Regions from separate parts of the Callithrix jacchus genome. Here region 2 is linked to region 1. A link is a contact called in public Hi-C data. All regions are on one chromosome and are shown on one strand. The core of a region is the stretch at or near the end of the contact, and the rest is flanking DNA. Distances in the headings are between cores, read along the strand shown.

Region 1 (3,283 bases), core at 5-2,504:
CCAGGAACCCCTCTCATACTCCTTTCCCTCCTAAAGGTAACCCCTATCCTGCCTTTTATGGGAATCATTTACCTGCTTTTCATTATGATACATATATCCTGTGTATCACAAAGTATGCATTCCTAAGCACTACAGTTTAACTCTCCCTGACTTTGAATCGCCTAGTGTAACACCACAGTACACACTCTTTGGCACCTAACTTTTGTTCCTGAATATCATGTCTGTGTTTCACCATGTTGCTGCATGCAGCTGTAGTTCATTCATTTTCATGGTTGTATAGTATTTGCACTGGTTGCATAGTGTCCCCCCAAAAATTCACATTCACATAGAACCTCAGAATGTGACCTCATTTGGAAACCTCATTTGGTCCTCATTTGGACCTTTGCAGATGTAATCAGTTAAAATGACTCATACTGGATTAGGGTGGGCCCTAAGTCTAGTGACTGTTGTCCTTATAAGATGTTCATGTGAAGACACTGAGAGAAAACAAGGAGAACACCATGTGAAGAGGGGGGCAGAGATGGGAGTGATGACAGCTACAAGCCAGGGGATGCCAAGGATTGCTGGCAAAGACCAGAAGCTGGGAGACAGGCATGGAGCAGGTTCTCCCTGAGAGCCTCCAGAAGGAAACAACCTCCTCACACCTTGATTTGAGCCTTCTAGCCTCCTCAATTGTGAAATGATAAATTTCTGTTATTTTAAGCCACTGGTTTGCACTAATTTGTTATGACAGCCCTAGGAAATGAAGATAGTATTTATTCCACTGTATAAACAGCCAGCTTACTTATAAATTCAGCACCTCCGAGGCTGATGTCATTTGGCTATTTCTCACTTGGAGCTGTTATGAGCAATGCCGCTGTGGACATTGTTGTTCATGTGTCCTGGTGCAAGGATGTGTGTTTCTCCGGATGACATGCCTCCACTGCCACCCTGCTTCCTGAGCAGTCAGCCTCTATGGCTACAGCAGTAGACACTCTGGGTTCTGGTAACAAAACAACTCAGACAAGGCAGAAAAGGACAATAGTGCAACTAGCCAGAGCCCTGCTGGTGATGCCCCCTCTGATTCACTACAGCTCCAGCCAAGCTTCTCCTGCATGAATTCTCCTCCATTCCTCCATCCCTGACCTTGCTGTGGCCCTGACTCCAGTCCTCACTACCACCCACTGACAGGGGAGGATCCTCTCCCTGACTCTGGCTCTGCCCTGCCTCCACCAGAGTCTCTACACTCCCTTTAGCTCCTTTTTTTTTTTTGGCTAGCTGACCAAGTTTGAAACTGGTCTGTTCTTTGTTGCCCCCTGGACTCAGCCACAGCATGTCAGCCCAAAAGTTCCTAACAATGGCCCCTCCTTGCAAGGAGAGGCTCTGAAGTATTTTCTCCCCCATTTACCAGGAAACCCATTGATTTTAGAGAATTTCCACCCCTAAGGACAGTGAAAGGCTGAGAGCAGAGAGTGGAAGGCATCATGGGGCAGGAGAGGTGAGCGTCTGTGTGGTGGAAGCTGGGGTGCCGATGCACGTGGCTGCACCAGCATCTCCCAGTGACCCAGTCACAAGGGAAGAAAAGAATGTTTGTGTCCACAACCGCAGGGCTGAGGTAAACAGTTGTCTTCACTAAGTGCCCAGTCCTGAAGATGAGTCACTTGCTAACCTTCCAGAGCTGTGACTCATGTTTATCTGACATGAACATTGAGCTTGTTTTCATTGCTGCAATACCATCTCGAAGCACACTGGGCTGCCTTTCCTCTGAGTAACAACATCCTCTTATGAATTCTGTATTTCATTCGGACCCACCTTCTTAGCATTTGTATTACTCTGTACAACTTGTTCTCAGATATTGTGAAAACAGCAATATTGAGGTAAATAGAATTCTTTTTTTCTTCTTCATTTATTTTTAGGAAAATCTTACTGCTTTGATTTTAAAACCTGATGACAAATCTGTGGTTAACCCCACCCACCCCTGTGCTGAAGCCAGAAATTGGATATTTTTTCTGTGGAGATTTCAGCAGTCAATATTCTTTCCTTATTGCTCAAAGTCCTCCCACAGAGAAGTTCTGGGAAAATAGTGAGAAGGCAAAGGGTGGTAGTTGGGATCCAAAATGCTTAAAGTTATGATAAATGCAAAATGTGTTCCACAGAACCCTGAGCTTCCCATGCTACCACTGTCTTATATCCAGCTCACAAGGTAATGGGGTGAGGGATGTATCAGCCAAGATTCAATCAGGGCCAAATGACCACCATGAGTGATGTAGAAAAACACAGATCTGCAATAGAGATTAGACCTTGGGTCATGGTGGGAGCTCGTGGAGATGTCTGTGCTAGGCTGATCCCTCTGCATTTGGTGGGCCAATCCTGAAGTTGCTATGGGTCAGCAGGCCAGGCCTTTTGGATGGAAAGCTGGACGTGAAGTGCAGAAAAGCAAGGAGCACTAAAATCTGTGAAGACAAACGGGATTCCATGAGGCCCAACTGAAATCCATGGGACCAACTCCAAGCCCTATCTGTCTTCTGCCATTTCAATCTCAACCACATGGGTGACCTGCAAGCTGGATCCTCCATCATGGAGCGACACATATACCTGGCCAGAGCAGCTACAGGAGGAGGTCCAGAAGGAGGAGAGGAGGTGCAGGCCCAGCTGCTGTCCTGTGCAGGTCCAGGACGAGTGAAGCTGCAGCAGCCCCTTGTGCCTGACACTGACCTCCAGACAGTGATGGCTGATGCTCCACATTCACCTTCCAAATCTCATGCAGATTCTTCATATGGCAATTCTATCTAGACCATATAGGGAAGGAATTCTGGGAAATGTAGTTCTAGTAGCTAAGTTGACACATTACAAAAGCGTCACAGTGGTGGAGTCAGAGATACCGGGCAGATGGTAAGCATGGTGCTTCCTCCTAGAGGAACCACTAAGCTAACGTGCATACACTGCTTACAATGTGCCAGACACTGTTCCCAGCACTTGACACACACTAACTCGTTCACTCCTCTAAACAGTCGGAGGAAGTAGTTACTTTTATTATTACTATTTCATAGATGAAAAGCTGAGGCACAGAGAAGACCACAAAGCTAGTAAATGGCAGACAAATTCTGGCATGATAGTGGTCACACTGGGCAGCCCTTCATCCTTATTTTTTATGGCCTGCTATTTTTAAATCCTGAATCCTGCTTTCTTCTAGTTTTCTATTTTAATATGCTTTCTGTCAGATCTGGGGAACCTGACTGAATTTTCTTATGAGTGAATTATTCTGGTATGACTTATAGCTCTCTTCTCTGTAATCCATGTAAAA
Region 2 (3,477 bases), core at 442-2,941, 160 kb before region 1:
CCAAATAAATCACCTGCATCCAAGGCCTTGTTCAGGCTGCACTTATGTTACCTGAAACTAAGATACCACCCCAGCAACCCCTGCCACCACCTCTTCTTACAGAATTTTCTTCCTTTCTTTCTTTTTTTTAAGACAAGGTCTCTCTCTGTCACCCAAGCTGGAGTGCAGTGGCACAATCATGGCTCACTGCAGCCAGGACCTCCCAGCCTCAAGTGATCTTGCCTTAGCCTCCTGAGTAGCTGGGACTACAGGCATGTGCTATGATGCCTAGCTATTTTATTTTTATTTTTTGTAGAGACTGGTTTTTGCCATGTTGCCCAGGCTGGTCTTGAATTCCTGAGCTCAAGAGATCTGCTTGTCTCAGCCTCCCAACATGCTGAGATTACAGGCATGTGTCACCACACTCAGCCCCTACAGAGTTTCTTAACCATAATATTGGCCAGAATTGTTTCCACCTCTAGCTCTAATCAAGATTTCCCAAGCTCCTGGTCACAGAGATTAGTTCAGGGGCACATTCTGCAAGTGAGTTCAGTCACAGCAAGCAGAAGAGCTTTGCGGGAGATTCTGGGACATAGACTCAGTCTTAGCCACTGGGCCTGCGGGCATGGCAGCTGAAGGATAGCTGCACATTTTTGCTACTCGTCCCTTGGATAGGTGGGGTCTGCTTTCCCTCCCCCTTGAGTCTGGGCTAGCTTGCGATTGCTTTGAGCAAAGGAGGATGCTGGAGGAGATGCTATGTCAGTCCCAGGTCTGGCCTTTAAGAAAATTGGCAGACTCCCTCTTGGTCTCTGGAGATGCTCAACCACTGTGTAAGATAGCTGCCGCAGAGATGATGGAGATGATCTTGAGATTATATGGAGAGGGAACAGCCCAGGTGAGTCCAGCCCACCAGCTGCCCCTGCCATGTGAGAAGCTCTTTTGTACCCTCCAGAAAAGAACAGCCATGAGCTAACACCACCAAGTGACACCAGTTAGAGCCCCAGGAAGCAAAAGACTTGCCTAGTTGAGCCATGCCCAAACTCCTGAGCCATAAGATCACGAGCCATAATAGTTGCTGTGTTAAGCCACTAAGTTTAGGGGTAGTTTGTCATGCAGCAAAAGAAAACTGGAGCAGTGTCGGGGGAGGATGTGAGGTCTGCAGTTGTTACAGCCATATGTGGAGAGTCTAAAGCCAGCCAAAAAGTGATCAGGACAAAGTCCTCTTAAATTTGACCTCAAATAAAACCTCTTAAGTGTCTGAATTTTAGCTCTGTAATTTTTCTTTTCCACTTTCATTCTGCTTCTGTCTAGGCATAAAAGACGTTGCAGTCACTTTAGCTGAAGTTCAACAAGCATGTATTACATACCTATCAAGAGTCACATACTATGCTAGGGACTTTGGGCAAAAATAAAAGCAAAATTTGTTTCAAGTCTAGTGGAGGAAACACCTTTTTGATAATTTTAACACAAAGTGGTCCATGTTAAGACAGGGCTCCATATGCAGTGCTCCAGAAGCGGAGTAATTAACTCAGCCTAGGGGTTTAAGGCTCCAGAGACATGATGCATAAACCCAGTCTTCCATGATAGGTAAGAAGAAGCTGGTAAAAGGCAGGACGGGCATTCTGTGCAGAGGGAACAGCATGGTAAGAGCGGAGACCAGGAAAAGCATAGTGTTGTATTGGGAACTACAAAAACACTGTTCAGAGATAGGGCAAATAGTGGCAGGTGAGTCCAGAGGGTGGAGGCAGGGTCAGGGAGAAACTTGTAGTCAGGCTGTGCTGGGGAGGCGGGGCATTGTTCTGAAGGTGGCGGGGAGTGTAGAAGACATTATGGAAGGGGAGTGCTTTAGGTAGATCACTTGGGCTCCAGTGTAGATTGAAGGTGCTTGCGAGTGTGAATCTGAGGTTCATGGGTGGAGTCAAGGCTGGAGAAACACTTGGAAATTATCAGAACATAGGTGGATTATTACTTCACAAATATATATTTTAAGGATCACTATATGCTGGGCATATCCCCATGGGAATGTTGGGAAACGACTGTTATTTACAAATATAGATCTATTTTCTGTCCCACTTGGCAAACACATCGAAAGGAGCATTTGATTGCCTTCCTGGAATTGTTTTTGAAATACCTCTGCCTTCCCAGAAACCAGGGAGTACATATTCAACTCTGTTGGAGTCTGTGCTGACATAAAGTTCAGTGAAGATGATATTTTGCAATTTTCTGATTCATAAGTGACTCATCAAGTCATCCAAGCCATTAGTTCAGAAAACAAATTGGACAAGGCCCTAGAGATGTGACCTTGGTAAATAACAGATATTTAATAAATATTTACTGTTTATAAATTCACAAAGTAATCCTAAGAACTAGAACTCACTCTTGAAAGGGCATTATAATCCGGTTTGTTCATCGTGAACACATCATCCAGAAACTTAACTCTATTTGGCAAACTATTTGACAAACCCCCTAAAGCACAGCCAGTGAAATTTGTCACACACGAAAGGTTTTCGCTTTACCAGCCCAGCCCTCATGAGTTTCGGCCAGATCCTGTTACCTTCTGTGGTTTCTGAATAGACTAAGAAGGGGAGGATTAGAACCAAAGGGTTGGAGGATTTTGTCTTAAGCATCTGCCTTATGGTAAAGCCTTGAGAAAATCCAGAGGCCCCTCTATACTACCAAGTAATGGCTTTTCCCACTAATGGGAAGCAGATGGGGTGAAAAGGCTGTCATTACTGTTTTAAGCAAGATTCTCATGCAACTTCCTAGATCATATGTTTACACCAAAGGAAGAAAATCATCATATATCCCATGGGAAGCCTGCCCCCTTCATTTTTACACACCATGCTTGCTTGCCTTTTATGTTTCTTTTAGAAAGCAAGGAGAAACCAGACTCTCGGAGACAAGGATAAAGTAAGAGCTCTACTGGTTGTCACACCTGGGCCACAGATTTCGTTGGAAGCTGTGCGATAAAAGAGATCAGAACACCACAGCTTCCCAGAGGGTTTGACCAATTACGCCAGCGGCGGCTGAGTTCCAGATGGTAGCACTGTCCTCACATCCCAAACTGAGTAGGTTCCTACTTGGGCAGAGGGCAGGAGCTGAATGGATAATATCCAGGAATTGTGAGCACAGGATTTTGTAGGTCTCTGTCTCAGTGTCCTGCAATTTTCATCCCATAACAATAAAAAAAGAAGCAGAGCCCAATCCTGCCTGGCAGAGGAGGCATCTCAAAATGCAGGCACTGCCACTGGCCATCCAGCAGCCACCTCCCACTTTGTGGCTCACAGAACCTTTATGAAGTTCTGGGTGGCAATGTGCCCAGCTTTTCCCGCCTTTGCTGAGGTACTTTCCTAGCCGCTGTGCCAGCCACCCTTGCTGCTAGAGGGCTCTGGCCAATGAGACAGATGGGAGGTCTGCTGGGGGCTTCTGGGAACGATCTTGCTTTCTCAGTAAAGAGAAAGACGTTATTAATGAGGAAAACTTGCCTCTGCTACCCTC

What was found. A called contact is a pair of places that touch in the nucleus more often than the background predicts.
Region 2: a contact with region 1 is called in a Hi-C map of skeletal muscle, with 4 times the contacts expected there. The contact joins two enhancer-like sites. A contact is called at or near these places in 2 of 3 Hi-C or Micro-C datasets (both in skeletal muscle).

What each region holds. Positions count from the first base shown.
Region 1 is chr17:54,847,517-54,850,799 of calJac240_pri, reverse strand. No RefSeq gene overlaps it. Among named protein-coding and RNA genes, the nearest start is that of GALNT15, 110 kb to the left of the region's middle. Within about 2 kb of position 1,254, at least 9 of the 16 cell types and tissues checked have an H3K27ac peak or open chromatin away from gene starts, as enhancers often do. A contact at or near this core is called in skeletal muscle, where this site is marked.
Region 2 is chr17:55,006,580-55,010,056 of calJac240_pri, reverse strand. LOC128929987 (a long non-coding RNA gene) reads left to right here. Exons shown (of 3, transcript XR_008477420.2): 2 at 2,851-3,047. Among named protein-coding and RNA genes, the nearest start is that of DPH3, 29 kb to the left of the region's middle. Within about 2 kb of position 1,691, at least 3 of the 16 cell types and tissues checked have an H3K27ac peak or open chromatin away from gene starts, as enhancers often do. A contact at or near this core is called in skeletal muscle, where this site is marked.